Linked DNA regions of Bombyx mori: regions 2 and 3 are each linked to region 1. A link is a contact called in public Hi-C data. All regions are on one chromosome and are shown on one strand. Each heading gives the region's core, a stretch centred on a gene start, on an enhancer-like site or on the middle of the called end of the contact. The rest is flanking DNA. Distances are from core to core; before and after follow the strand shown. Region 1 overlaps LOC101741761 (four and a half LIM domains protein 2). Region 2 overlaps LOC101741761 (four and a half LIM domains protein 2). Region 3 has its middle 9.6 kb from the start of LOC110384972.

Region 1 (2,853 bases), core at 196-2,695:
TTACGATTTTTTTGTGATACTTATTGAAATCATCTTCTGAAACCCCGCAATGATAAAGTAAATAGTCTTTCACGATTTGTTCTGTTCTTTCAGGATCTCTCCAATAGGTTTCTTTTTTTTTTACTCCTAAATAGTAATCAAGGTCTCTTTCTCCGAGATCATCATCTTCAGTTTCTGAATCTTCTTTGTTGTTGATAGACATTGTTTTTAATTCTTCTGCGTTTGATTGCGAGGGAGATCTAATTTTCTTGGTGTTAGGCATCTTCTTCAAAAGATTGGCTGTGTTGGAGCTTATAAATTTTGTGGTCTTCCTGTAGACTGAAGCAACCGATTCCCTTCTACGCCTCATGTTCATTTTGTTGGTCTAGGTCGGAATCAAATAACGATAGTGTAGTAATTTGAAGTACTGAAATTTTATTACTTAACTCTTTGTAATAAGTATTTGCTGTTTTATTCATTCATCAGGACCAAATATTTTTGTTTTATTTATGATTGCTTTGTGAGATACTTTTTAATTTACAAATATTAGTTATATGAGACTTTTTTTCGTGGCCGTTAATATCCGAGAATGATGGTAGTTCACCGTAACAGTGTCCGCGGAATACTAGTTAACTTTTACGGTAACGATTCAATTGCGTTGATGACGTGATAGCTGTCACCTGGCTATGGATGGACGAAGTATCTCCTAGCCAAGACAGCTTGGCCTCCATTTTCCTTCTAATGAACTCCATTTTCAATAGTAAGCTTCGTAGGCGGGGTTCAAGGTAAAATAGCCTTGAATGGGTAGTTGGAGCTAAGGGTGTGGACTCTTTACGTCCATGCAAACAAAATAAATGTGACTACGACCAATGACACGACAAATTGCACGTAACCTCTTGCGTTATTGGGTACAAAGTGGCTCGTTATCCACGAGACCGATGCCCTTTGGTGTTTAATGTAAGCGGTGTAAGCTGACAATCTTTTAAGTTTCAGCGAAGGAAAATTATACTAATGAGGAAATTGCTATACCTATTTATTCATTGATATCAGCTTATTTGCCTTGCGGTACATTTATTTCTCATTTCATAAAAAATAATCATATTGATAGCATTATCAAAATAAAGTGATAGTGATTAAAGATAAACCAATAAGTTCTTCTAAGGAAAATTTATTTGTAAAGAATAAAAGAGGGCATTAGCACCAAGAGGAATAATATTTTTGATACCTGTGCCATCTATTCGTTAGAAATGGAAACTTTTACTGCCATCTATTGTCAGATAGCAAAAGTCTCTGAAAATACTTTTTGAAACAAAATTTTACAATGAAAAGTCATTAATCGTTTCGCATAGACTTATTTTCAAGCTTGATTGTCTTTGATTTTTGATGGCACTGTTAGTAAGTATTGGCGATTTCGGTTAAAGCTATAGTTCAAAAAGTTTTGCTTAGTAAAGCGCCATCTATTGATGATTTAAGCGACTAACCACTATGAAAAAGGAAAATATTATTTTATATTGTAGCTTTTTGAGGTTTTAGAAGTCGCTTATTTGTTGAATAACAAATTTAAAATTTCGCTTTTGTATTTATGTAGTATTGGGATATGAAAGGATTGGGAGTTGAAAGAATGGTTTTTTTCTCCATTAAACAGTCTATTACAACAGTGTTCATGAATGGTGACCGTGTGCCGGAAGATGCCAGGCCCCTATTACCGAAAGCTATAACTAGTGATTGTCACGGAAATCTCCTTGATGGAGCAAAAGCAGGACTAATATGTAATTTCGAACCTATATAAAGTCTATATACCCTAGTGGACTTACTTTCATGACAAAAGTATTTACTTATCATTTTAGAATATTCTAAGAAACTGCTTTACTCCTTCTTATTTGTTGTACAGAAATTATCTATGCAATAAATTTAGATGTTAGAAAATTTAAAATTAAAAATATGCATAAATAGGTAAATTAAATAATATTGGTAGTAATGTAAATAATCTTATTTTGAAAAAATTAAAAGGTTTGTTGTAATACATAGAAAAGTTTATTTAAATAACAAAAAATAAATATAATTTCCGCGATGTTTCCTTATAAAACTGAGGTATGACGCGATGGTTACCTTCGGAAACAGCTGTCATCGGTAATGACCATCAGATCATTGCTCGAAATATTCGATTACGCAACTACAATTGGCCTTGCGAATGTGAACCATATTTGGAGTTGAGACGAATTTCAAGTCAAGAGTGCGCGACAGTTTCGTTACAAAACTTAAAAAATTACTTTATTTAAATTACATTTTGGTAATAAAGTCGTCGTAGCCCAAAAAATAAGACGCCCGGTGCATTCGTATGTACCGGTGCAACGGTGTTCGAATCCCGCAGGCAGGTATCAATTTTTCAAATGAAATACGTACTTTCACGGTGAAGGAATAACACCGTGTCATAGAAACCAAACCCGCTGGACGTCTTGTGAATTCGCACGGGTAGGTACCACCCCCTGCCTATTTCTACCGCGAAGCAGTAATGCGGTTTGGTTTGAAAGTTGGGAAATTCCGTTGTACGGTAAACATTGAGACCTTAGAACTCATGGCGGTAGGTGGCGGCGTTTACGTTCCAGTGGTCTATGAGCTCTGATAAGCAATAAAAAAAGAAAAGAAAAAATAATTAATAATGTTCTAAACCGTAAAGTTAGTTTTAATAATTAATAATTAAAACTAACTTTACGGTTTAATATTAACATTATATATGTATTTTATAGTTTTCGTCGTAAAATTGATTTTACTGATGTCTCCCACTCGTGAGAATCGGCGAAACTGACGATGTACTACTAAACTAACTTTCAAGCTCTTGGTTCAACTTTCACCTTACTGTCAAATTAATTGATA
Region 2 (2,793 bases), core at 280-2,779, 71 kb before region 1:
CTCGTCGATTACGACGAAGAGTTCGACGAGTGAACTAACCCAAAGACACAGCCCACTGAGTTTCACGCCGGATCTTTTCAGTGGGTCGCGATTCCGATTCGGTGGTAGATTCTGCAGAGTACTGCTCTTGCTAGGGCTAGTGTTAGCAAATTCTCTCAGGTTGAGCCCGTGAGCTCACTGACCCGTCCGGGCGTAGCTGAAATTGCACCTTATGCTACCAACGAATAGGTAGGGAAAAATAGCTGAATCTACTACCGGATCGGAATCGCGACAGTTTAAGAAGATCTGGCGAGAAACTCAGTGGGTTATAACAGGTGTCCTATCCTACAAACGCGTGAATGTCCCGCGATCGAAATAAACAGGATTATCTTAACTAAAACTTACAGTCTACAATTGGCCGTTTTACGCGGTCTCGTTTGTATGCAGTTCCTAAATGAACTGTTTAAATAAACCAGTGTTCGTATAATCACTAAAACTGTATTACTGATTTAGTGTCTGAAACAAAATAGATTTTGTTTCTGATTTACAAGAGAAAAAAAACTTTAAAAAAAATATATGGTAATATTAAAGCTACTTAATAGATACCAAAAAAGGACAAACAGGAGAAAGTAGTTAGTAATTGTAATGCCTTTACATATTTATTCATAGAATGCTAGTATAATAATGGCGGCATGTATAATTATATATGAAATACATAAATAAATATAATAAACATTATCTTTTAATGTTGAAGTCAGTCATAATCTTTTGGCTCTAGTTTCATGTGTGTACTTTCCGAATATAAGTACAAATAAACGTTTAAGCTAACGGGCTATATAAGATTTTAACTATATATGAGTCGACTATTATCAAAGGCGGCAATCTGACTTTTGGACAATGATTGGTAAATCAGAAAAACGAATTATTGACTTTGTATTCCATTGGCAGTCACAAAACTCTTCGGAACGACATCTTAGATAAATAACAGGTTAACTATTAACCTTTATTTAATGCAGCTTTTGAACCGTATTCTTTGAAGGAGACGATTATATTCAAATAAATCTGTATTGACATATCAATAAAAAAAATTTGTCCAAATGTACAGATTGCCACCTTTGATAATAGACGACTCATATGTAGGAATACATTGGTGCAGTTTTATTAAATTATTATACATAGACAACACAAAGTGAACATCATCAACCATCATAAAACATGAGGTCGGAGTCTCGATTCTGTTGGCTCTCCTTGCAAAATATATGACTAATTTGAGGCAGAAATCAGCAGGTGCCTATCTATGTTGGTTCACAATACTACTTTAACTACAATAAGTGCGCGACATGCGACCTCATCTAGCTGTCTCGACTTACCTCATCGCAAGCATGACACCGAGGCTTCAACTTCTCGGAGTAGTGTCGAACGCAGTACAATCGTCCGTCTAAATTGCAATAAGCTAGTTCGACTAGCAATTCATCGCATTCCGAGCAAGAAAAGCACGCCGGGTGGAAAAACGCCTGCAACAAAACCCAGATAATAATCTTTAAATTCGCGCCATCTAGCGGCGACAGTGAAAAACACGATTTGATTTAGGTTTGTAATACATTTTTAATTTTGATTACATGAAAGTTTGAATTTACTTACGTCTTCTCCTATTCTAGGTGCAAGAATAGTAATGCTGCCGCTTCTGATCGACTTATTGCAGCCAATGCATTCCAGCGGAGATCCATGATGTTGACTAGCGATACCTAAAAACGTAATTCAATATTTTAGAATAGTAAGTAGACTACTTGACAATAGATGGAGATGCTTAAATGATATTTTGGTACCGATATCAAGAGCAATTTCATTCCTGGCGGCGACGAAATCTTCATATTGCTTGCGGTGGCCTTCGTCGATGTGCTTGCAATGATCCAATGTAAGATCCTGCTTTGGTAATTGGGAAGCTAAGGCCCTAGTACGCCAAGCACGCCACGCCGCCTGACCAGTGGCGCCACCTGTACTAGTAGGAGTACGCTCAGCGAGCGACTGCCAGTACAGCTCGGTCTAAGATACGAAAAAAAAAATTGATTAGGTATTCCGAATTCATAATCGTCGTCAATGTTGAGAATTTAGGTCTAACCTATTTATGGTTCTACTACTTGTCACAAGATGTCGCTGTACAGTATTTAGTGTTCATTTACCTGCTTAGCGGTGAGTCCGGGCGGACTGTCATAGGAGTGATGGTTGACTCTAGAGTCGCGGAGTCCGAGTCGGTCTCGAACCGAGCCCAGTTCTTCATGGTACACCGAATGCTTCAATCGATCACACCCGCATGACTTGCAGGTCTTTCTGTTAACAACAGAAACACTTTATGTTAATAATGTAATTAATTTAACATTATCTAGGCAGGCAGTGTTTTAGCTGCCGCTAAATACTTCAGTTAATACTTATACAAAACGGATGTAATATTTAAAAACACATTTAAATAAGGAATATCAAATACATTCAACTATGATCCAATTCTGGTGTGGATAAAATTTTGCTTTGCAAAAACCTTCTTATTACATATGAGTCGACTATTATCAAAGCCGGCAATGTGACTTTTGGACAATTATTGGTAAATTAGAAAAACGAATTATTGACTTTGTATTCCATTGGCAGTCACAAAACTCTTCTGAACGACATCTTAGATAAATAACAGGTTAAGTATTAACCTTTATTTAATGCAGGTTTTGAACCGTATTCTTTGAAGGAGACGATTATATTCAAATCAATCTGTATTGACATATCAATAAAAAAATTTTGTCCAAATGCACAGATTGCCACCTTTGATAA
Region 3 (3,064 bases), core at 376-2,875, 89 kb after region 1:
CTAGCCCTAGTAAGAGCAGTACTTCGTAGAGTCTGTCACCGGATCGGAATTGCGACCCGTTGAGAAGATCCGGCGAGAAACTCAGCGGGCTTTATCTATGGGTTAGATTGCGATGAAGAGTTCGACGGGGAAATTTGTCGTCAATTATGTTTAGTTCGTTGGAATCTATATATATAAAAATGAATTGTTGTTTGTTAGTCTCGCTAAAACTCGCTAAAACGGCTGGACCGATTCAGCTAATTTTTGTCTTGAATTATTTGTGGAAGTCCAAAGAAGGCTTAAAAGGTAAATAAATATGAAAATGCTCAGAATTAAATAAAAATAACAATTTTGTTTTTCCTTTGATGTGTCCCCCGTCCGACGGATTTCTTTTGTTTGTTTTAAATTTATTTTATACAAAAGTTTAGGTCTTTTAGGTTTTTGTTCGATTGAGGCATTACGAAGTCTACTGGGTCAGCTAGTTGACAATAAAAAAACAACCTAGCTAATCGATTTATTTAAGTAAGTTACAGAATTTTTTCCATCCAAATGTAACGAAAGTAAACAAATCACTGTTCTATTTTCATTACGTCCCTGTAGTTTATATTCAAACAGTACGCCGACGATTCATTGAAACAATTAAGAACACAAACAGATGTCCTACAAACTTGTATTGTATTTTGAAGCAGCTTCTTGTTTGTGTCACAGATCTAATAATTTAATACCATCCGTTATAATGGTAGTTTAAGCTTAATTTTTTTTTAAAGTTTGCCATTGTTGAGAGCCAAATTCTAGTGTCGATCATAGTAAGCTTTAGGTTTCAATATCTTTTTTATTTATGTTTGAATGATTACTGGTGGCCTGGAGGCCTTTCCAGTTTCACCAGGACAGGTGCCGAGCAAGGCTCAGCCAGGAGGGGTGGGATTTGCTAACAGCTGCCCGAGCGCCTCCGAAGGAGACCTAACAACCCAAGAGCAGCTGCTTCGCGAATGGTAGAGTTAACATGGTAGAGTTAACATTTTCTTTTACATTTTGACATTCAACAAGTGTGTTTTTGATGACATCCAAGTTGAAATAAATGATTTTGAATTTGAATTTGAATTTGAATGAATCTACTACCGGATCGGAATCGCGACCCGCTGAGAAGATCCGGCGAGAAACTCAGCGAGCTGATGCATGGGTTAGGTTGCGCTTTGTTTTCGAGTTCGACGAGTACGGTTACTGGTTTCAATATCTGTTTTGTGGTATATGTATGTTTACAATTATACATCGCCTGTGTACAAATGTACGGTTGTCACTGGTTTACCGTGTGTTTAGTGTGAGTTTTTTAACGTTCTCGATAGCGTAAAAGTTAACTCAAATTTGTATGGAGTTCGAACGTTTGCCTACGTTAGCCGCTAGGGGTGCTGTTCCAACTGCATACTGTGAGTTAACTTTTACGCTATCGAGGACGTTAACACTAAGCACACTGGTGGTAGGACGACTAGTGAGCCCGCGCGAGTAGGTAATGCCATCTTGCCTGTTTCTATTGCAAAGTGTACTTATACAATTGAGTTGAGTCTTCGGCTTCATATCTCAAGTTGAGTAAAGACTCACGTTGTAACGCCTATGTGCTTACTATAAGCATTGCAAGCAAGGCAGACCGTGATCTCATTTAACCATGATCACAGTTAAAAAAAACTTAATAATCTTAATGTAATTGAGCTGTATTAATGTACATATTAAAACTTACGCATAGGATATACATTGAGCTATGCAACAAGAACCCTTATAAAATTAAGATAAAAGAAACTATTGCATAATTAATTTAAATTATGGGGATGAGAATCCTGCAAGAAATATGCTTTTAGTAAATTTTACTGCCATCTATTATCGATAAAAGAACATTTTAAAGCGCCATCTGTTGTTGAATAGCAGAATTTTAGCAAACGTTTAATATTTTTAAGAGATGGCGCTGTTGGACGTTTTTGTACCTAATCGAAATAAAAAGTAGAAAATATTTTTTTTTTAAAGTGTTTAAGAAAAAAATATTTTAACGTAAAAATACGTATGCATCTAAACAATTAAACAGACCAAGCTAATAGAAGCGTGTTAAGAACCGAAATTTCTAGGTAGGTGTGATAGCTATAAATGCCAACATTAATAAATAATACACTGATCGCTTCTTCTTCTTTCTTTTTCTGTATGGAAGTTGTTTGCTTCCGACGCCATTGTTACCAATGTCGAGTTTATAAAAATACTAGCGACCCGCCCTCGCTTCGATTCGGAAACAAATTTATTATTGAGTTCTCCACTATTTAATGGATGTTATTATACATATAAACCTTCCTTTTTTTATTTTTATTTTTTTTATGATTGAAGGGTTACTGGTGGCCCGGAGGCCTTTCCAGTTTCACCAGGACAGGTGGGTGAGCAAAGGCTCAGCCAAGAGGGGTGGGATTTGCTAACAGCTACCCGAGCGCCTCCGAAGGAGACCTAACAGCTCAAGAGTAGCTGTTTCGCGAATGAATCTACTACCGGATCGGAATCGCGACCCGCTGAGAAGATCCGACGAGAAACTCAGCGAGCTGATTTATGGGTTAGGTTGCACGGCGAACTCTTTGTCGAGTTCGACGAGTACGGTTACCGAGGTCCCTAAGCCTGCTCCTAGTGTTAGAGCTGAAGGCGTCTAATGCAAAGGTTATTTATTGGATCTGATGGATCCGTAAGGACGTGGGAAGGACGTGAAACCTTCCTCTTCAATCATTCTATCTATTAAAAAAACCGCATCAAAATCCGTTGCGTAATTTTAAAGATTTAAAGCGTAGCGATTTAGTCATTATATGAATACTTTAAAGTATGAAAATTGGAGCGCAACAAAATAAAGTTGATTTATTTGAAATTTGAGATCCATTGCGATGAAGTTTAATGAAATGCGAGTCGAGATTATTAATTAATAATGGATTAATATTAAACATTAAACGAAATATTGTAAAATGGTGGAAATTCACGAAGACTTTATTGGGATTTTTGAATGAACCCGAGAGCCACGTCTAACGACTTTGTTTTACTTTCCCACACATGTACACTTTCACCAATAGTAAAC

The links. Hi-C and Micro-C count contacts between places; a contact is called where the count stands out from the background.
Region 2: a Hi-C map of whole pupa shows a contact between it and region 1, with 10 times the contacts expected there. The contact joins two enhancer-like sites. A contact is called at or near these places in 2 of 7 Hi-C or Micro-C datasets (posterior silk gland and whole pupa).
Region 3: a Hi-C map of posterior silk gland shows a contact between it and region 1, with 4 times the contacts expected there. The contact joins two enhancer-like sites. A contact is called at or near these places in 6 of 7 Hi-C or Micro-C datasets (middle silk gland, midgut, posterior silk gland and 2 more).

What each region holds. Positions count from the first base shown.
Region 1 is chr22:2,684,728-2,687,580 of ASM3026992v2, reverse strand. The region is part of intron 1 of LOC101741761 (four and a half LIM domains protein 2); the gene reads right to left. Among protein-coding and RNA genes, the nearest start is that of LOC110384971, 11 kb to the left of the region's middle. Within about 2 kb of position 1,445, at least 5 of the 8 cell types and tissues checked have open chromatin away from gene starts, as enhancers often do.
Region 2 is chr22:2,755,552-2,758,344 of ASM3026992v2, reverse strand. It overlaps LOC101741761 (four and a half LIM domains protein 2), which reads right to left. Exons shown (of 10, transcript XM_062674867.1): 3 at 2,160-2,307; 4 at 1,806-2,022; 5 at 1,621-1,724; 6 at 1,350-1,493. Among protein-coding and RNA genes, the nearest start is that of LOC134200941, 11 kb to the left of the region's middle. Within about 2 kb of position 1,529, at least 8 of the 8 cell types and tissues checked have open chromatin away from gene starts, as enhancers often do.
Region 3 is chr22:2,595,397-2,598,460 of ASM3026992v2, reverse strand. No RefSeq gene overlaps it. Among protein-coding and RNA genes, the nearest start is that of LOC110384972, 9.6 kb to the right of the region's middle. Within about 2 kb of position 1,625, at least 2 of the 8 cell types and tissues checked have open chromatin away from gene starts, as enhancers often do.